Linked DNA regions of Anas platyrhynchos: region 2 is linked to region 1. The links are chromatin contacts, called in public Hi-C maps. All regions are on one chromosome and are shown on one strand. The core of a region is the stretch at or near the end of the contact, and the rest is flanking DNA. Distances in the headings are between cores, read along the strand shown.

The links. Hi-C and Micro-C count contacts between places; a contact is called where the count stands out from the background.
Region 2: a contact with region 1 is called in a Hi-C map of small yellow follicle, with 4 times the contacts expected there. The contact joins two enhancer-like sites. A contact is called at or near these places in 2 of 8 Hi-C or Micro-C datasets (small yellow follicle and subcutaneous adipose tissue).

The regions. Positions count from the first base shown.
Region 1 is chr3:41,541,015-41,544,888 of IASCAAS_PekinDuck_T2T, forward strand. No RefSeq gene overlaps it. Among named protein-coding and RNA genes, the nearest start is that of TRNAM-CAU, 300 kb to the right of the region's middle. Within about 2 kb of position 1,712, at least 4 of the 8 cell types and tissues checked have an H3K27ac peak or open chromatin away from gene starts, as enhancers often do. A contact at or near this core is called in small yellow follicle, where this site is marked.
Region 2 is chr3:41,895,161-41,899,067 of IASCAAS_PekinDuck_T2T, forward strand. No RefSeq gene overlaps it. Among named protein-coding and RNA genes, the nearest start is that of TRNAI-UAU, 8.2 kb to the right of the region's middle. Within about 2 kb of position 1,746, at least 3 of the 8 cell types and tissues checked have an H3K27ac peak or open chromatin away from gene starts, as enhancers often do. A contact at or near this core is called in small yellow follicle, where this site is marked.

The DNA of each region.
Region 1 (3,874 bases), core at 462-2,961:
ACACAACCCTAATTACTGAAGCCCTGAAGAAAAAGGCCAGAGGTGTTAAAGAGCTGGCAGGTGTGAAAAAAGTCACAGGTATGGGCTCCTTGTATTACTCTCCGCCTCCTGAGAAACAATAGGTCAGAAATGATATACACTTTCATGAAAAGACTTTCTAAAGGTGAAAGGCAGTGGAAAGAGAGAGATTTTCTATCTGAATCCTACCTGTGACTATGAAAATCCCCCCTTTGTCTGGAGTTAACAAAGCACTTAAGAACCTAATGAAACACATTTTAATTATGATATGTGGGAAATTACTCAGAAAGATCTGTTGTTGCTGTTGAGAGCAACTCATTTTCTAATGATGTCTAACAATAGCACAGAAAAAGGTAATTAATACAAATGTTAGTAGAGGAAGGAAAAAAAAGGCCCAGAGTTAAATGCACTTAAGTCAAGAAACACTAAACAGTCCCCATACAAAAATGCCGACTGTCTCGTACTACATGATTAGAGAATAACAAACCTAGTTCCTGTACTTTAGAGTGGGACAAGAGTAATCCGAGCAACTGCAGAACCCATCATGGCTGTTATTCAATAACATCTGAGAAAAAAAAAAAAAAAGAAAAAGAAGTAAGGTTAAGATAAAGACTACTGAAAGGAAAACAGAATAAAACACACTTGAGGTGTGCCAAACATAGATGACACACTAACTCTTGTCACATACTTTGATAAAAATATGTCTTGGTCTACCTGAAGGTTCCAAAGGAAGAAATTAGTTTATTATGAAAAGGGTGAATATAGCAGCATTTCAACAGTTATAAAAAACTCAATGCTGATTCATCATACCAGAGACACAACTAAATGTTTGGAAGGTTATTAGATGATCACCTAAAAGGCTATTAGCTTGGAACAAGATGTATTTAATACTTGTATTAATGACCTCAGTAACAAGCAACTGAAGTGATCTAATGAAGTTCAATGATCACACGGATTTGGGGAACCCTGCCCATGGTGAGGAAGGTAAGAGTATTGCACAGGAACCATTTTAACAGAATTCAGCCACGTAGGTTGCATTGTTATATCAACAAGGGAAAAACAGAGTTTCTCTTATGACCTGAGACCATGATTTACGCAACAAAGGAGGAAAATGAGCACAGTTTTTTATTTGATCACAGACAGCACTTAAAAAGGCAAATGTAACCTCAGGAGGCTTCAGGCAAGGTAGAAAAGGGAATTATTAAAACTATTGCACCATGCCCTGGTACTAATTCACCTGAGGCTGTGCATATAAATTGTCATCACTGACATTTAATAAAGGTAAACTCAGACTGGAAAATGTACAAAGAAGTACTATTCAAATGATAAGAGCAATGGATAGTTTGTCTAACGAGAGACAAGTAGGGAAACTTGGCTTATTAGCTCAGCAAAATGTAGGCCAAGAGGGACTTCAATGTGCTCAATTATTTTATCTGTGCTAGGATAAAGCAGAGAGCAAAGAGCTTGGCACAGCCATCGGTGTGACTGGAAACTAGGAGAAAATTCCCAACTGCTGTGGCAGTGTGCTTCCAGCACAGCTTTCTAGTAGGACTGTCCAGGCAAGAAGCTTTTTAAGGTTTAAGATGAAGAGTATTAGATTTATAAACAGGATTAGAGTGATGCTGTCGTCTGCTGCAGTGAAGGAGTGGGGTCAGTGAGCCATAGTTCTTGTTTTTGTCAGAGTTCTCTGATAAGCAGATTCTAAAACCACACTCAGGGCTGTGGTCTGAGATCAGCAGCTACAGTACCAAGTGTCACAGTCACTACCCAGAATACCAGAACAGATGCAGCAGAAGTCCAGAAACAGAGATCTCAGATATAACCCCTAATACACATTGGTTCAGAATATCCTGTGCCAGACCCCCAGCTGATATACACTGAATGCAAATAGCTCTTAGACTTTGGCTACACTGTAAAGATTTGTGCAAAACTGTTTCCTTCACTTATTCTGATTTAATTTCCCTTCCTTGCTTTCCTCCTCCATTGTTTTAGCCAGATCTCTTAATCTCACACTTTAATCACATTACGAGTAACACCAGTGCTTCTTTTGATTTCGTGATGGAGGTCATCATTTTCCTCTGACATGTGAGATTAGAAGTCATAAAGGGCAAAAGGAGAAAGTTTAGTATTGAAACCAATGTGCAGAACAATTAAGCAATGTAATTTAGCAACTCATAAGGCTGACTCAAACTGTATCTTTGAACATTATTGGGGGGGGAGGGGGTGAGAGCGCTGTAAGATATTCTGATAGTAGGAATAATTATTTACACCAATATGTGAAAAATGTTGCAATTATATTGTTGCAAAAGTATTCATCTTACTAAATGGTTGTTTCGTGGCCTCACTGGAAGAAATTGAATTCCAGCTCCAGTTTTCCCTACCAGTCTTACAAACTTACTGAAGACAATAACAGATACAAAATGCGGTGGAATGACCCTCATTACGAACAAAGCACCTTAAATAAATCTGTTCTGTTACAATTTTTTCCAGGACCCAAAAAAGCCCTGCTCAAAAAAGTTGCTGCATTGTGCTGCCTATGCTTCTCAGAAAAGTGCCTAGTGGAAATGAATGAGAGAAAAGAATGCTCAGGGTTGGTTTGGTTCAGAGTATGAAACAGGGGTCCTGCTAAACTTCATGGACAAATCTTGATCCAGTTATTCACTTTGACCATTGGTTATGTATGAAGCCACAGAATTAGTATGATGCAAAGTTAAAGGGGCTTAGCTTAAATTATGTTTTCAAAACTGTCGCAGCCTTTGAAATGTCACTGTTTTATTCAGAGAGAGGATTAAGGAAAAGTTACTATTCTTTATACTGTTTTAAATACACTGGAAAGCTGCTTCAGAGCATCAAAACCCCTGCCTCAAGCACCCTGTTCTGTTTTATATATTCCTCTGAGCTGTCCTGAGCTCCTTGGTAAATACAGAGATTTTGTATAATAAAGAATGAGCAACAAAATAAGACACTTGTTACCTAAGATATTGTTTGTTATATGTGTGACATTATTACTTTTACAATTTACATAGCCTTTGTGGAAAAGTGGGATTCATTTCCTTTCCTAAGAAGGACAAGTAAAGACAGAGAGAACAATCAATATAAATATGAGATTATTTGGCGGATATTTTTAAGTAAGCTTTCTGATAATTATCATATAACCCCAGGTTAAACTGAGGTTTCCTACAGTACATCTGGATGATCTGAATTCACTAGTTAACAAATGACATAAACACTGTTTTTGGCTCATGATAGTCTGGTAACTTGCTGTTTACATCTTTGAAAGAAATAGGAACACAAAATGAAGTTTGGTTACAAGCAGTGAACAAATAAAGTTGCATTTCAGGATTTATACTTCTAGAAAATGTTTACATTTTAAAATCATCTAGACAGTGAAGAAAATTTTACATTTTTTTCAGTGAACTACCAAAGAAGAAGCCAGGTGGAAATAGTACCATCTACACATAATTATCAATCTAAAAAGCCAAAACACTTTAAGAGGTATGTGATATAGTGCATATTCATTCACATATTCTGAATGTAAAAATTCACACACGACTGAGCTTTCTATCTTTCTTTTTGTTTCCCCCCCTTTTTTGGCAAATTGGACCCATTTCAGTCAGTGTAAAGCACAAAATAGAAAAAAATCTGAAGTGAGGCTCACACTTTCAGAATATTTTCTCCTGAAGTTTTCTCAGTTGATACCGTATACTAGATTCAGAAATACAAGTAGGAAAACTTGGAAAAAAGTGAAACAGAAACTGTCTGCAGTGTTGTTTGTGATTTTCTTTGTAGTTGGTTTACAATAAATTTTGGTTTACAATAACTCCTTGAACATTTTTAGCAATGTTCAGGAAAGGCT
Region 2 (3,907 bases), core at 496-2,995, 350 kb after region 1:
GGATGTAAAATAAATAAATAAATAATTCAAAAGATGTGATCTGGGATTTCAGCAAAGCTTTTGTTACAGGTGCAGCCTCACCTCAAGCACCATGGTCAGTTTGGGGCACCGCAACATGAGGACATAAGATTATTATAGTGTCAAAAGGAGGACTACATAGATGGTGAAGGGCCTAGAGGGAAAGGAGTATGAGGAACGGCTGAGGCCCCTTGGTTTGTTCATCCCTGAGCAGAGCAAGCTGAGGGGAGGCCTCATGGCAGCCTGCAGCTCCCTCATGAGGGGAGTGGAGGGGCAGGCGCTGAGCTCTGCTCTCTGGGGACAGCGACAGGACCCGAGGGAATGGCATGGAGCTGGGACATGGGAGGGTCAGGCTGGGGGTTAGGGAAAGGGTCTGCACCCAGAGGGGGTCGGGCACTGGGACAGGCTCCCCAGAGCAGTGGTCACAGCACTGAGCCTGCCAGAGTTCAAGAGCTGTTTGGACAAAGCTTTCAGACACAGGGTTTGATTTCTGGGTGGTCCTTTGGGGACCCAGGAGTTGGTCTCCATGACCCTTGTGGGTCCCTTCCAACTTGGGATATTCTCTGATTATTTAAAAGTACTGCAGTGTCTTATTTACTGCAACCCAGATGAACAGTGCCAGATGAATTCAGGTACATGTACAGAGTTGTCTCCCAGCATGGTCTGTACCACACAAACATCACCAATGAAGCTGTCTGCAATTCATGCAGTTCTGTTTGATTGGCACTTCTTGGAAAAAGTCTTCAGTATTGTTTATCTTCATACAATACTTAAAAGCATGTGCCAGATATTTTTGCTCCCATTTCACCAGTACAAATCTGAAATATCTTCACTTAACTGAAGTAACATGAACGTCCATTTCTCTCAATGTAAACAAACGGAGGATGTGAGCCTGTACACCAACTTCCAGTCATGCATGGGTTTACTAGACACAGATGCTTAACAGTACAAGCCTGATTTTCCCATGCCTTGCACGGAAGGAAGAATAGAATTACGTTATAACACCACTGCATTAGAATAGTACCTGACACTCATTTTGAGCAGACTGTAAGCAGTCTATCAGGGAATACTAAGCAGAAGGAATAGGTCTCTTCTATATACAGAATGGCAAACAAATACAGTAAATGGTGAATGTTACACAGCCTGCCTCTGTTACCATCTTTTAATTTCCAAGAAAAAAAAAAATCTTATAAAAAAATCAGCCTCAATCATATCATCTAATTTGGTGCAGCTCCACAGTAATTATGATGGAATCGTGCTGCATCACTTACACTGATAAAAGGAAATTACCAGAAGATTCCAGAAGCACTCAACTGGACTTAATTCCAAGCATAAACTCCTAAGTGCTCCATTGATGCCTGTCAGTTTGATTACAGGATGAATCAGATTCCAAGAAATACTATCACTGTGTATTTCAAGGCAGTTTTAGTGGTACTGGCAGGGTGGGGGGAAGGCATTGCTCAGAGATTAAAACATTTATCCTCAATTCCATCTGCTGATGGGGTGAAGAAAGCCAGATTTTAGGAAAAGATAAATCAAATGAAAAAATACATGTAGTAAGCTGACATTTTGCACCAAATTGATCATTTTATGAGCACTAGACTGTTAAAGACAAAAACAAGATGGAAAGTTTATCAGTAAAGCAAGGCACAAGCAGAACTCGTGGGAGATACAGTCAACAGTGACACTAAGCTACAGCAAGGGCTCATGTACTCAGGGTCGCCCATAAGCGTCTGCATGGTAAATATGTAAGAGGAACTTTTGCCAGATCAACACTCGTGTTTACAATTCTAAGCCAATGAAATAGTAAAAACATGAGATTTGATTATGTAAGAGACAAACTACATTTTTTTTTGTCTGCCGTGTAACAGTCAAGATAAGTTTGGAGTTGCAGCCACCAATGCTACAGGACAAAGCTTTGAAGGTCTGAAGCCACCTCCAGGTTTATTGCAGACCACCAGCACAGTTAGACCAATGCATGGTAACTTGAACAAGCATTTACTAGGACTTCTTAGACCACTAATGGTCCATGAACATCACAGAAACGTCTGCCCTATCAAGTCAAATGATCACAGGCAAATCAAGCACGGGACACACAGCGCACAAGGAACTGCCAACACAGCAATATGGTGCCAAGTTTGCCTACAATTTCAATAGACGCAGTTCCACTAACTGGTATTTATTTATTTATTTTTAAGAAAACATCCCACAGAAGCCGAGCCAGATGGTTAAATGTTGCTACTACTAACACTGCTAATACCCCTTCAAGATTATTTATTGAGTAGGACAGCCAGGACCAGCACTTTCATCGCTTGTAATCACTACCAGTTTTTCTCCCAGTTTGTCTGCATCAGTTATCATTTTCTTTCAGGATATGGCTTGTTAGTCTCCAACGCGTATTGTTCACATCTACTCTAAGATTATTACTCAGCCAATGCAAGTACAATTGAATTTAGATGTGCTGTTCTTTTTTCAACTGTATCCAAACCACAACTGTTATTGGAAACTTCTGGTCTATGTTACTTTCCAAATTGACCCTTAAACCCTCTTTTCTTTCCTTGTCCAGCAGTCATTTAGTGGAGTAAGCTACAGGAATTTTCACCCTATTATCCAAAGGATTAGCTTCCAGAGAAAATAAGCAACTTAATAAGTAGAAATATTCCATGTAAAAATTAAATACAGTCAAGATTTGTATTTCAAACCAGAATTCATAGGAGACATCAAGGAACTACAGTCTTCCAATTATCATGCTGTGCAAGGAAGCAATCTTGAAGCAGCAGCTCACCATGGGTCACGTCTGATCAGCACCACTAGCTGTTCTCCTCAACCCATGGCTCCCCAGATGTCATGCCCCAGTGATAACCCTCCCCAATGTGGAAACACTGGTACACATTTAGCCAAGGCAGTCTAAGCTCCAAGAGCAACTAAAACATGCCTAAGCTAGAGAAATTACTGTGTTAACAGTTCTTTCTGCTATTTGCCTTAATTTGCACCTCACTTGCGCAAGGGTCCTGCAGATTTCTGAAGATCTCTCTCATTCCAAAAGCAGCAAACTTAAACCACACTGCTCAAACACTTCTATCAGCACTACTTTAGCTCTTTTTTGCCTAAACGGAAAGCACCATCATATCAAATCATATGCAGCTCTCTATGTATGAAGGAGATTAGATAGATGGCTCTGGTTACTGACATAGGACAGTGCTACTTAAATACTAAATAAAACATGATAGATGAGAAAAACATTTAGCATAAAGACGTTCTCTTCGTACAGAGTGTAATGTATCTAGCCCAATGGCCATCTCTTTCCATAGATATGAAGATTTTTAGAAGTCAGATCACAGACATTTGTTAGATCATCTACCAAAGGAGCACTATACCCTCCAACCCAGTAGCTGCAGCACAGGAAGTCCCCCCTCAAATGATGCCTGCAAAGTGCAGCAGTCTTCACGTGATGTACTGGTCAGCCTGCACTCAGAGAAGGTGATTGCACCCTCCTGATTTCAGGTGTCACCTCAGAGGATCATACTCAGTTTTAGCAGCAAACGGTAAACTCAGATGTTCCAAACTGCTGATCTTCTTCACAGCAATTTTATTTTGTGGTTCTGCTTCCATTTTCTTTACTACACATGCATAAGCAGAGGCCTCTCTTTGGCCAGAATTATTTACCCTATAATTTCTGCTTCTGTTTTCAACCAGTATTTACTGCTCCATCATGCCAAAAATCACACATACTGAATAATGCAGTGGGTCATACTTGAAAGCCCCATGAAATTCCTGGTTTCCTTGCAGCCAGACATAAGCTTCCCATTACTTAGGGCCAAAATTTATCCTCTTATACAGCATGAGGCAAGTTCACTGACATAGTGAAAATGTATCTGTTTCTTTAATA